Linked DNA regions of Rattus norvegicus: region 1 is linked to region 2. A link is a contact called in public HiChIP or PLAC-seq data. All regions are on one chromosome and are shown on one strand. Each heading gives the region's core, a stretch centred on a gene start, on an enhancer-like site or on the middle of the called end of the contact. The rest is flanking DNA. Distances are from core to core; before and after follow the strand shown. Region 1 holds the start of Map7d1 (MAP7 domain containing 1). Region 2 holds the start of Stk40 (serine/threonine kinase 40).

What was found. HiChIP or PLAC-seq counts read pairs in DNA pulled down with a chosen protein or histone mark.
Region 1: a contact with region 2 is called in an H3K27ac HiChIP or PLAC-seq map of oligodendrocytes, with 2.5 times the contacts expected there. The contact joins the promoter of Map7d1 here to the promoter of Stk40 in region 2. A contact is called at or near these places in 3 of 12 Hi-C or Micro-C datasets (the A7r5 cell line, frontal cortex and mammary epithelial cells) and 1 of 1 datasets of contacts at active chromatin or transcription factors (oligodendrocytes).

Annotation. Positions count from the first base shown.
Region 1 is chr5:143,835,317-143,840,124 of GRCr8, reverse strand. It overlaps Map7d1 (MAP7 domain containing 1), which reads left to right and starts at 3,104. Exons shown (of 18, transcript NM_001109438.1): 1 at 3,104-3,401. The coding sequence starts at 3,356. LOC134486990 (a long non-coding RNA gene) reads right to left here and starts at 3,285. Exons shown (of 2, transcript XR_010066635.1): 1 at 2,853-3,285.
Region 2 is chr5:143,663,762-143,668,774 of GRCr8, reverse strand. It overlaps Stk40 (serine/threonine kinase 40), which reads right to left and starts at 3,075. Exons shown (of 11, transcript NM_183056.2): 1 at 2,925-3,075.

The DNA of each region.
Region 1 (4,808 bases), core at 1,855-4,354, 170 kb before region 2:
TTGTTGTTGTTGTTGTGACAGACAGGGCTGTGGGATTTTTAAGTCTTGTCTTGCATTCCCTGGATGCCAACAGCGCCCTCAGCTGTAACAATCAAAGTGTCCTTAAACACTGACAGATGCCTTTCAGAGTGTCTGTGTGAATGCAGAGGTGACTGGTGGAGGGCCGTTGATGCAGCCTGACACCACACACCTGAGCTACCCCTGCCCGGTTCAGAGAACTCCCTAAGTCAATCCTAGATGATCAGATACAAACACACATTTCCAGTTCTCATATCTTCCCCAGCTTGGAACCTCTTGTTCTTCGACCCATTTAAATCCACTGTCCTTCTTTATTCCTGAACTCTCGCCCCTGTGGGACTCTTATGGCTCCCATCTTCATCCCAGGACTGGGAGGTAGGAGAAGAACCACCCCAGAGGGCTGGCCCCTTGCAGGGTCCTGCTCCGGAAGTATTCAATATAAACTGTCAGCGTGAGCCTATGTCCAGCTCTGGACAATGCAGGCCTTAGACCACTGGCTTCACAAAGGACGGTCACAGACTCTAGCATCCATATGAACACCTCATCCTGCAGATGGGATGACTAACAGCAAATATGGAAGGTCATCTTAATCTTCTTTTACATCTGAATTCCCACGTCATCAAAACCACCACCACCACCACCACCACCACCATCATCATCATTTTACACAGCAGTTCCTGTATACCAGGCTCTATGTTAAGCACTCCATTTGCATTGTCTTACTTGGTCTTTACAACGACCCTCAAAATATTTCCTGGCACTATTTATTTATTGTGAAGCACATCTCATACATCCCAGTTGCCCTCATAATTGCCTCATAGCCAGGGATTTTTATTTATTATAGTACTATTTCAAGGGATTTTCTTATATTCTTTACTTCTTTTTTTTTCTCTTTTTTCTTTTCTTCGGAGCTGGGGACCGAACCCAGGGCCTTGTGCTTGCTAGGCAAGCTCTCTACCACTGAGCTAAATCCCCAACCCCTATTCTTTACTTCTAAAAACTGGACGCATTGTCTGGCAAGGTGGTGCATGCCTTTAATCCCAGCACTTGGGAGGCAAAGACAGGCAGAACTCTGTGAATTCAAGGCCAGCCTGGTCTACAGAATGAGTGCCAGGCCAGCCGGGACTATCCTGTCTAAATATATATATTTTTTTCTTTTGTTTGTTTTGTTTTTCAAGACAGGGTTTCTCCGTGTAGCCCTGGCTGTCTTGGAAGTCCATCTGTAGACCAGGTTAGCCTCGAACTCAAAGATCTGCCTACCTCTGCGTCCCGAGATGTACTATATTCTTAATTCTAATATGAGTGCAGAGATTAGAGAATAACTTGCAGAAATTCGTTCTCTTCTACCGCGTGGGCCCCAGGAATCCAATTCAGATCATTGAGTTTGGCTGAAAGCACCTTTACCCAACAAGCCATTTCCCTGAAGCGTCTCTTGAACTTCTGCTCCTCCTGCCTCCGCCTTCCAAGTGCAGGGATTGCAGGCCTGACTGTGCCATCATGCCTGCTTGATGTGGCGCTGCAAATCAAGCCCAGGGCTTATGCATGCTAGGCAGGCACTGTGGACTGAACTCCACCCCCATCCCCACTCCTGTGGACCGAACTCCACCTCCAGCCCCACTCCTGTGGACCGAACTCCACCCCCCAGCGCCACTCCTGTGGACCGAACTCCACCCCCCCAGCGCCACTCCTGTGGACCGAACTCCACCCCCCAGCCCCACTCCAGTGGACAGAACTCCACCCCCCAGCCCCACTCCTCTTATTTTATCAACTTTAGTTTCAGGAGATTTGTCACCCGTTAGCGCTAGTTGCCGGCCTTTTAGCCCCACCCTTTTCTAAAGTCACTCGGCCTCCAGTCCTGTCCAAGCTTCCCAACTCCCACAGGGTTCAAAGCTCCAGTTACCTACTACACTTCTTAGGATAGAGACGGCTTCTAGGTTGCCTGAAACCTCTGCCATCTTACTTTCTGCCCTCTCCCTTTGAATGACTGTTCTGTGGAGGTGCTCTAAGGAAGGCGGGTCCAGTAGTTTGGAAGGGGAAGGAGGGGCAGGGAGACAGTGCCTCACTGGCCCTAATCTGTGGACAACGAGAGAACTGACCTCCAGGTCAGGACAAAGAGCAGGGCCAGGATAAGCAAAGCCCAGCGGCCCCTCCTCCCTCCCTCCAGTCTGGTCCTCTCTGCACCAGCACCTCCACTATCGATCCACTTTCCCAGCAAGCTCCCCGCACCCTGTCCCAGGCCAAGCCTGACTTGGCTCGAGGCCCTCACCTCAGCGGGCATAGAACCAGGAGATAGGAGAGCCCACTCCAGAGCACAGAGCTGTAATATTTTGGGGGAGGAAGGTGACAGGCTCACTACTGTTTATCGCGATGTGCCATTGGAAAGAAAATCCTTCTGGGGAGATATGGGGGTGGGGTGGGGTCTTCTGATGAAGGTAAGGGAGGTTCAAGGCTAGGACCACCCAGTTTGGAGCAGGGAGGGCCCCAACAGATTAGAGACCTGAGTAAAAGAGCCTTACAGGGTTGTAATTACTCCCAGAGAAACAGAGAAGACACCAACCCTAGGGTGCAAGAGGAAAAGCGCCTTTGCAGCTATCACCAATAAAGAGAAAGGATAGCCCATTTAGGAGTCTCCATGAGACCGTTCTTCAGGCGTTGCAACGTCCCCCAGGAAGATTTTGTCTGAGGCAGGCTTGGGAGAGAATTTAGACTTGACGCTGAAGCCTCCAGCATCCAGAGAATGGGGGATCCCAACCCAGCTCCCCACTCCCCCAGTCCCAGCGGCCGGTGAGTCACCCGAGAGCTCCCTACATAGTCTTCAGGCGCGCGGCACGTACCAACCCGCGGCCGCAGGGGGAGGCAGCGTGGCCGGCAGCGTGCCCCCAGCTCGGCGTCTGCCCTGCGGCGACCACAGAAGGAGCGTCCCGAGTTTCTCCGTGCTGCATCGCAGGGCGGAGTCGGAGCCCTCTGGTGCTGCCCGCTGTGGCTCCGTACTCCATAACTGCGGGGGCGGTCGTCCCCCGCGCACTTGGTACATTCACAGAGGCCAGGCCCAGCCCGGGCGGTACAATAGGGTTGGGCCGCGACGAGGACTCGGCCGGCGCGGGGCAAAGCAGCAGAATCGCGGTCGCGGAGGACCGGCCCCGGGTAGCCGGCTACTCTGAGCTTTACTAGCTACCGGCCTCGACCTCTCCCACTCCGAGCGCGGCCGCCTCTGAGTCGTTGCCCGCAGGGCGGGCCGGGCGGGATGCGCCGCGGGACCCCGGTCCTGGCCTCCGGCCGTCGCCGCCGCCGCGGCTGAGACCCCCCCTCCCCCAAAACCTCCTGTGACGCCGCAGCCATGGAGAGTGGCCCGCGTGTGGAGCCCGGCCCGGGCGCACCCGCAGGTAAGCCGGGAGCCACACAAGAGAACGGGAGGGAGGCCGAGTAGCCGCGGGGCGGCCAAGGATGAGGCTGGCGGCTGGGCGGGGACCCCTCCCCCGCCGCGCCCTCTGACCACTTAGAAGTTTAAAAATAAAGGCTGCGGCGGCCGCCGAGGCTCGGGGCCACGGACGCATCTTCTGACAGCTGCCTCCTCCCCCCATCCTCCGCGCCGGGACGCACGGGGCATCGGGATCCGTGGGAACCGGTTAGGGAATCGATGGGGTGACCCTTCTGCCGCAGCCCGGTGCCATCCTCTCTTCCCCACCCCCACTCTCCTTCGAGATCCACCCCAGACTGAAGATCCTCTTTTACTGAGCTGGAACTGCTGTCTTCTCCATCCTCCGTGGGCACGTGTGACCTTAGCCTTACTGTGTGTGTTAGGGGACCAGATTCTCAGGTCTGGAACCATGCATACCGAAGCTAGGCCCTCGTACCCCCACGCCCAGGCCCTGGCCCAGACCTCGCCCCCACCCCATCCGTCCAGCTGCCGCGCAAAGGGCCTGTTGCTGTTGCGGGCCGACCGGGAGGGGAGGGAGACGAGGGGGAGGTCTCTAGCGGTGGCTGCCAAGTAACCCGCCGGATAAAGGCGAGGGGGAGGGGGAGGCGGTATTGTTTGGGGCGCGGGCGGGAGCTGGGGAGTGGGCCGCCTTCCCAAAAGCCAGGCCTACTTCAGAGCCCACCCAGTCTGATTTGGGACAGGAGTGACAGAGGTCCTGCCGGCACCACGTCACTTTTCTGGGCTGGAGTCTGTAGAATGAGGTGAACGCTCAAGGATGGCACCCCCGACGTGCCACATCATTCCCCCAGACTGAGGTTTTTGGATGCTTACACACACACACACACACACACACACACAAACTGTCTCAATGTGCTAGACCACCAAAGCTCTCCTTTCCACCCCTCACCCCACCAACCACCAGTGTCCTGGACTTCTGCAAATCCCATTCGATCTGGGAGCAGCTGATGAGGGGGTGGGGACAGAATTCTGGTTGGGCCTGGTGTTGGAGGGAGGACTCTTTCTTCCTGGAAGGGGAGGGAAAAGCATGATTATGAAGACCCAAGTCCTGATCCACTGACACAGTCATCCCCACACCCCCAAAGAGTTCCCAGCCTAATCCTGTCACTTCCCTGCCCCCTGGGGTGTGGGGCCCAGAATAAAAGAGTATCTATAGGTGTGGAGAACACCCAGGATGAGGTGGGGCTGCTTGGCTGTGGGTGGGCTCCTCCCTGTGCCAGTCTGGGTGCTTGGAGGGGACCTATGACTTGTAAGAGGACACAGAAGAGTGGTAGGCTTCTGGAGGTTTGGTGACTGTGTTGGCAATGAGGGTGGTTGGGTTTGTCTTGGCTCTACGGAGCCTGAGAGGGAACAC
Region 2 (5,013 bases), core at 1,826-4,325:
CATCTGTACTTCATGCTGCACAGACTTCTGGAAAAGGCTCCCCAATACCTGTGCAAGTGCCAATGGACTGGGGTGCCTGTCCCTCTCTCCTCTTCCTTGCCCTTGTACCTAGCATGTGGCAGTCACATGTGGGAATTCACAAGTGCACCACAGAGATTCTCTACTTTGAGCCATCATACATATAAGTATGGTGTACCACATGTTCATCAAGCATGACACTTCCTGCTGATGCTAAGTCAAGCTGCAGAGCAGCCTCGTTAGAGGGGACTCCAGAGAACCTGACATCCATCCTCCAGTTCACACTTCACAACGCTATCTATCAGCCAGGTGTGGAGGCACAAGTCTGAAAGCCCAGAGCTGGGGAGGCAGAGGCAGGAGGATCAATACAAATTTGAAGCCACCCTGGTCTACATAGAGAGACCCTGAACCACAGGGCCAAACCAATCTTATTTCTCAGCGGTTCTCCTACTTTTCTGGGGCCTGGGGCAGGGTTAAGACAGGGTCTCTTTATGTAGCCTTAGCTGTTCTAGAACTCACTGTGTAGAGCAGGATGGGCTGAAACTCATGGAGATCTATCTGTTTCTGCCCCCTGCCCAACAATACCATGGCTAGCTCTGCTTCTGCTTCTGCAAAAGGCTTTAGGAGAGAGACAAATCTTCATTGCTGCTGCACAGCCTGGGAAGGCCCCATTTTCTTTTCAGAAAGAATACATAAAATGCAGTGCTCTCTTGACCCTCAGAACAAACAGCTCAACGGGACACAGCTCTAGTTCCTGTGAATTGCATCAAGTAGTTTCCAGATCTCTCCAGCAGTCTGCCATGAAAACTACCATTCAGCAAACATCTACTGCACAGTGAATGCTGAATCCTAACTCTGCCACATCGGTCTTGATCCTCACAACGGCCCTATTGGGGAGGCAGTCCTCCTGCGTCTTTTTACAATGAGAAATCTGGGCAGAGAGAATATGTGGCTAGTTGAGTTGGGATTCGAATCAGATCTATTTGAGCCAAACAAGCTCTTAACCTCTCCATTAAGGCACAAGAGAGAAAATGTAACACACCCTTATATCTGGCCTTCTGGTTGCCAATGGCTTAGGCAACCTGAGATCTCAGAGAGAGAAGGGCACTTTGGGGAGCACTGCAAGGGGTTATACACCTAGCATTGATCCAGTATGTCCATACCAACTCTCCTCTTGGAAGCATGTGGTGGTCTCTGATGAGGTGCCTCGCTCTTTCACCCTCCTTGGCTCCTCACAGAGAATGTGATCTAAAATACAGATCTAGTCCTGTCACTCCTCAGCTCAAAGCTTTTTACTGGCCTCTCACTGGCCCGGACACAAAGTCCCAAATTATCAGTGAGATGCTCATTTTTTCATTAACTTATATTGCTTTACTTTGTACCCTGTTGACTTCCATGCAACTCTCCTGACCCAGCTGAGGTTGTCTCTCTCAAATTCTCTGTATTTTTCTCCAAACATCTCCCATTTTACCCTCACCTGGCTAAGCCTCCCCTTTCTCTCCTTCTAGACTTGGCTCCTGTCACTACGGTCCAGGCTTCCTAGACTGAGCTAGCAGCTTCCCATACTGGGTTCCCTCAGCACTCGGTTCCTGTTGCTTTTCTAGATCACATTTCAACTCTCTGCTTGCAGGTCAGTTTCCTCTAACTAGACAGCGAACTGGTTCAGATAGGGACCTCTTTATTATGTGTTAACTTAGTTCTCCACAAGGACTCTTTTTGCCACTACCAGTGTTTTGCAAATGAAGACACTTACGAACGGTGGCAGGTCGGGCAACCATTAGGCTGCTGCACCAGAATTTGAATTTAAGGATTTCAGAGGAAGGTGACACACACCTTTAATTCCAGAATTTAAGGAGTATGCCTTCAAAACCTACTAATACCACACAGCACTTGGCTCTACAGGCCCTTTTGTTATGTGAAAAATAAATGAATGAATGAATGAATGAATGAATGAATGAAGACTATCTCTGGCAGGTCGAGGTCTAACCTACAAACTGACATAACAGGACCTTTAAGGAGGAACTCACTGCAGTGTTTACAAATAAGGGCTGTAGGATTTTGCTCTTCCTTATCTCATGCAAAACTACTCAGCCAAGAGGGAAAGGCGCCCAGCCCAGCATGACTACCCTCTTCCTCAATGATTCTGAAAACCAGCAAAGCCAACCGGTTTCCTCCAGTGACTTAAAACAGAGCAAAGTCTATCCTGCCACTGAAAGCGGCTGTCACCTCTTCCTTCCGCCAACAACCTGGGGGAGTGGGGGTGGACAGAGAAGCCACCAGGAATCCGAAAGCTCCTACCCAAGATTGAAAGGTGGGGCCAAGCATTGTAGGAATGGGCGGACCTGACCAGGGTGGCAGGTGAAACACACTGACCACAGCAAGCTCCCCAACGGTGAAGACCGGCCCAACGTGGATCTGGCAAGCAGGTAGCTGTGACTCGCACCTGAACGCCGCCCAGGATGTGAAAATTCCCCAGCAGCGATGGTGTCGGTGCCAACGGGTGAGGGCTCCGGGAGGAAAACCTTGGCTGGCTCTCCTTGGGGACTAGTCCTAACTTTCAAGTCACTCTCTGGGTCAGAAGAGAAGCATGGAGAGGAGGAGGGGGCTCTCTCTCAGGGAAAACCTAGAGCGGGCCAAACGCCGGGTGCTTCGCTGACTGGCTGAGTGGGTCTGGGCAAGGCGGGCAGTGCCCATTTCCCAGGGCTGCGGCGAAGACCAAGGCTCCTGGCAGTCGACGCCCCCGCCGCCGGGAAGGACAGACCCCGGTGGCGGAGGAGGAATTCACTATGGCCATTCTGGTCGCGCAGGTCGGCTTCGGGCTGTCACCGGGGTCCCCCTGCCACGGTGGCCCGCCCCGCCAGCACGCAGCCCCCACCCGGCTCTGCGTCCCGGGACCCCCCGCTCACCTTTCCCGGGGGATCAGCGCTGCTTGCCCATAGTCCGCAGCCCAGAGCCGGGGCTGCTCGGCGCTCCGTCCCGGTGGCCGGGGCCGGGCCGGGGGCGTGGGAGCCGCTCACCGCCGCCTCCCAGCGCAGCCGCCAGAGCTGCCGCCGCCGCCTCCCTCCATGGCTGCGGCGCCGCCACCTGACAACGGAAGTGACGCATAGGCCCTCGGCCCCGCCCCCCGCCCCCTCGCCTGAGTCTGGGGTTGGTGCGCCATCTTCAGGATGGGCGGAAACCGTCAGGCAGGCGGCACAGATTAGATCGCCAATTGGTTCTGGGTGGAGTCTGAGTCAAAATCTGTAAAGCGATTGGACAGTTAGGGGGCGGTACTTACCGCTAATCTACATCTACAGTGAGACTGGGACTGAGGCGCCGCCCCGCTTTGGCTCTGCAGAACCTCGTCGACTTACTGCTCTCCTTGCTGGGGTTGGGGAACACCTCTAAGTGGCTGCAAAAACCGCCAAACTGCACTGCATTCTTTAGAAAAGTGGCCTTTCTTTGCTCCTCATTTCTCGGCTTCTGGAAATTTATGTGGGAAAGCGCTGAAGTTGGGTTCAAGAGAAGTCACGAATTGCTGTCGCTACTGTCACAATTCATTTCACTGTGGGCCCTTCAGAAACCCCAAAGATGGCCTAGTTCTTCTTGGACATCCCTAGAGTCTTGTCCAGGGAGATTGCAGTGAAGAGTTCCAATGAACGATCTCAGCCGGCTGTCTACCTCACTCCCTGCTGCCAGTTTCCGTCCCTTTCTCCTCCTTCAGCAGCCACGCCCTCCATGAATCAGCTTCTTGCACCAGCAGATGAGCCCTTTAAAGGGATTGCATCAGTCTGGTGACTCACTGGGGGCCCTCGAAAATCCTGGCTTCCGTCCACTGCTGTGTAGAAGCGGCCAGAAGGGCTCGGTGGCAGCAGTACCAGCGGCCATAGTCCCACTCCTTTGTCTCAGAGTTAACAAGTGTACTTGATGACTCTCAGCTTTTTTCTCCCCTCCCCTGGGTCATTCTGTTTCCACGTGTAGACTCACGTGGCCACGACTAAGCCCTGCTAGGAGTAAATGTTTGTCACATTTTCACAAGGTATTGCTGGGACAGGAAGGCTGGTCTTCATGAGGTCCCAGTCTGCATCCTTTCTTAGTCCCTTTGAATGCTTGGTGGCCACTCAGCTGCAGATAATGCTGAAAAACTAGTAATAAGAGCAGCTCCCAAGGCCTTGGCTTTGGGAAGCATTTTTAGAGACCTGTTTACAAAGGCAGAAGGTAGCACTCAGAGAGGGGAACCTTTGCCATGACACTCAGCTAATAATAGTTGGACTGTGGTTTAAATAAAGTTTGGTGGATTCCAAAAGGCTAGCGCTTGAATCTCCGTTGTATCACTTACAAACTAGGCAACTCAGTGTAAATCCTGATTGTCTGAGTGGGAATAACACATCACACCAACTCTGGGAGGACCCGAAGAGTTTCACATCCAGCTCACCACACCCTATAAATGCCCACTGGTCTCAGTCAGGGAACCTCTAGGAGGCACATGACCCAAAGGCAGGGCATCCAAAAGCCAGGCCCACTTTGCTCCTCTCTATGACAAAGTGGAGAGAGTAAGGATTCCGGAAGCCCTGCCTTTGACACAGAGGAGTCTTGGGTTTTCTCTTAATTATCAGTAAGATGAATCACTGGGCGCTGACACCACCATCCCAACTCCGGGTAGGCTCTCAGCTGACTCAAAATATAGACGTTTTAACAAAGCAGAGGAGGAGAAAGAGGGTAAGGAATAGAAACTAAAAGTGCCAGCCAGAGGAGTTAAAAAAAAAAAAAAACAACCAAAACTGTCATCAGGACACCAACTCAAGGATCTCTGGGACATACATGCGTGGTGACAGTCTCCTGCTGGCTCTCCAACTCGGGCTCACTGGCAGATGGTGCTGCCATAACAAAGTGACACCTGTCACAACAGCTCAACATGGCTTCTTGAAGAGGGGTAGGCAGATTGGACTATCACAGAAGGAGGGGAGGAGACCTCACCCCCAGGAGCGTCTTCAGACTATAGAACTGCAGTCCTAC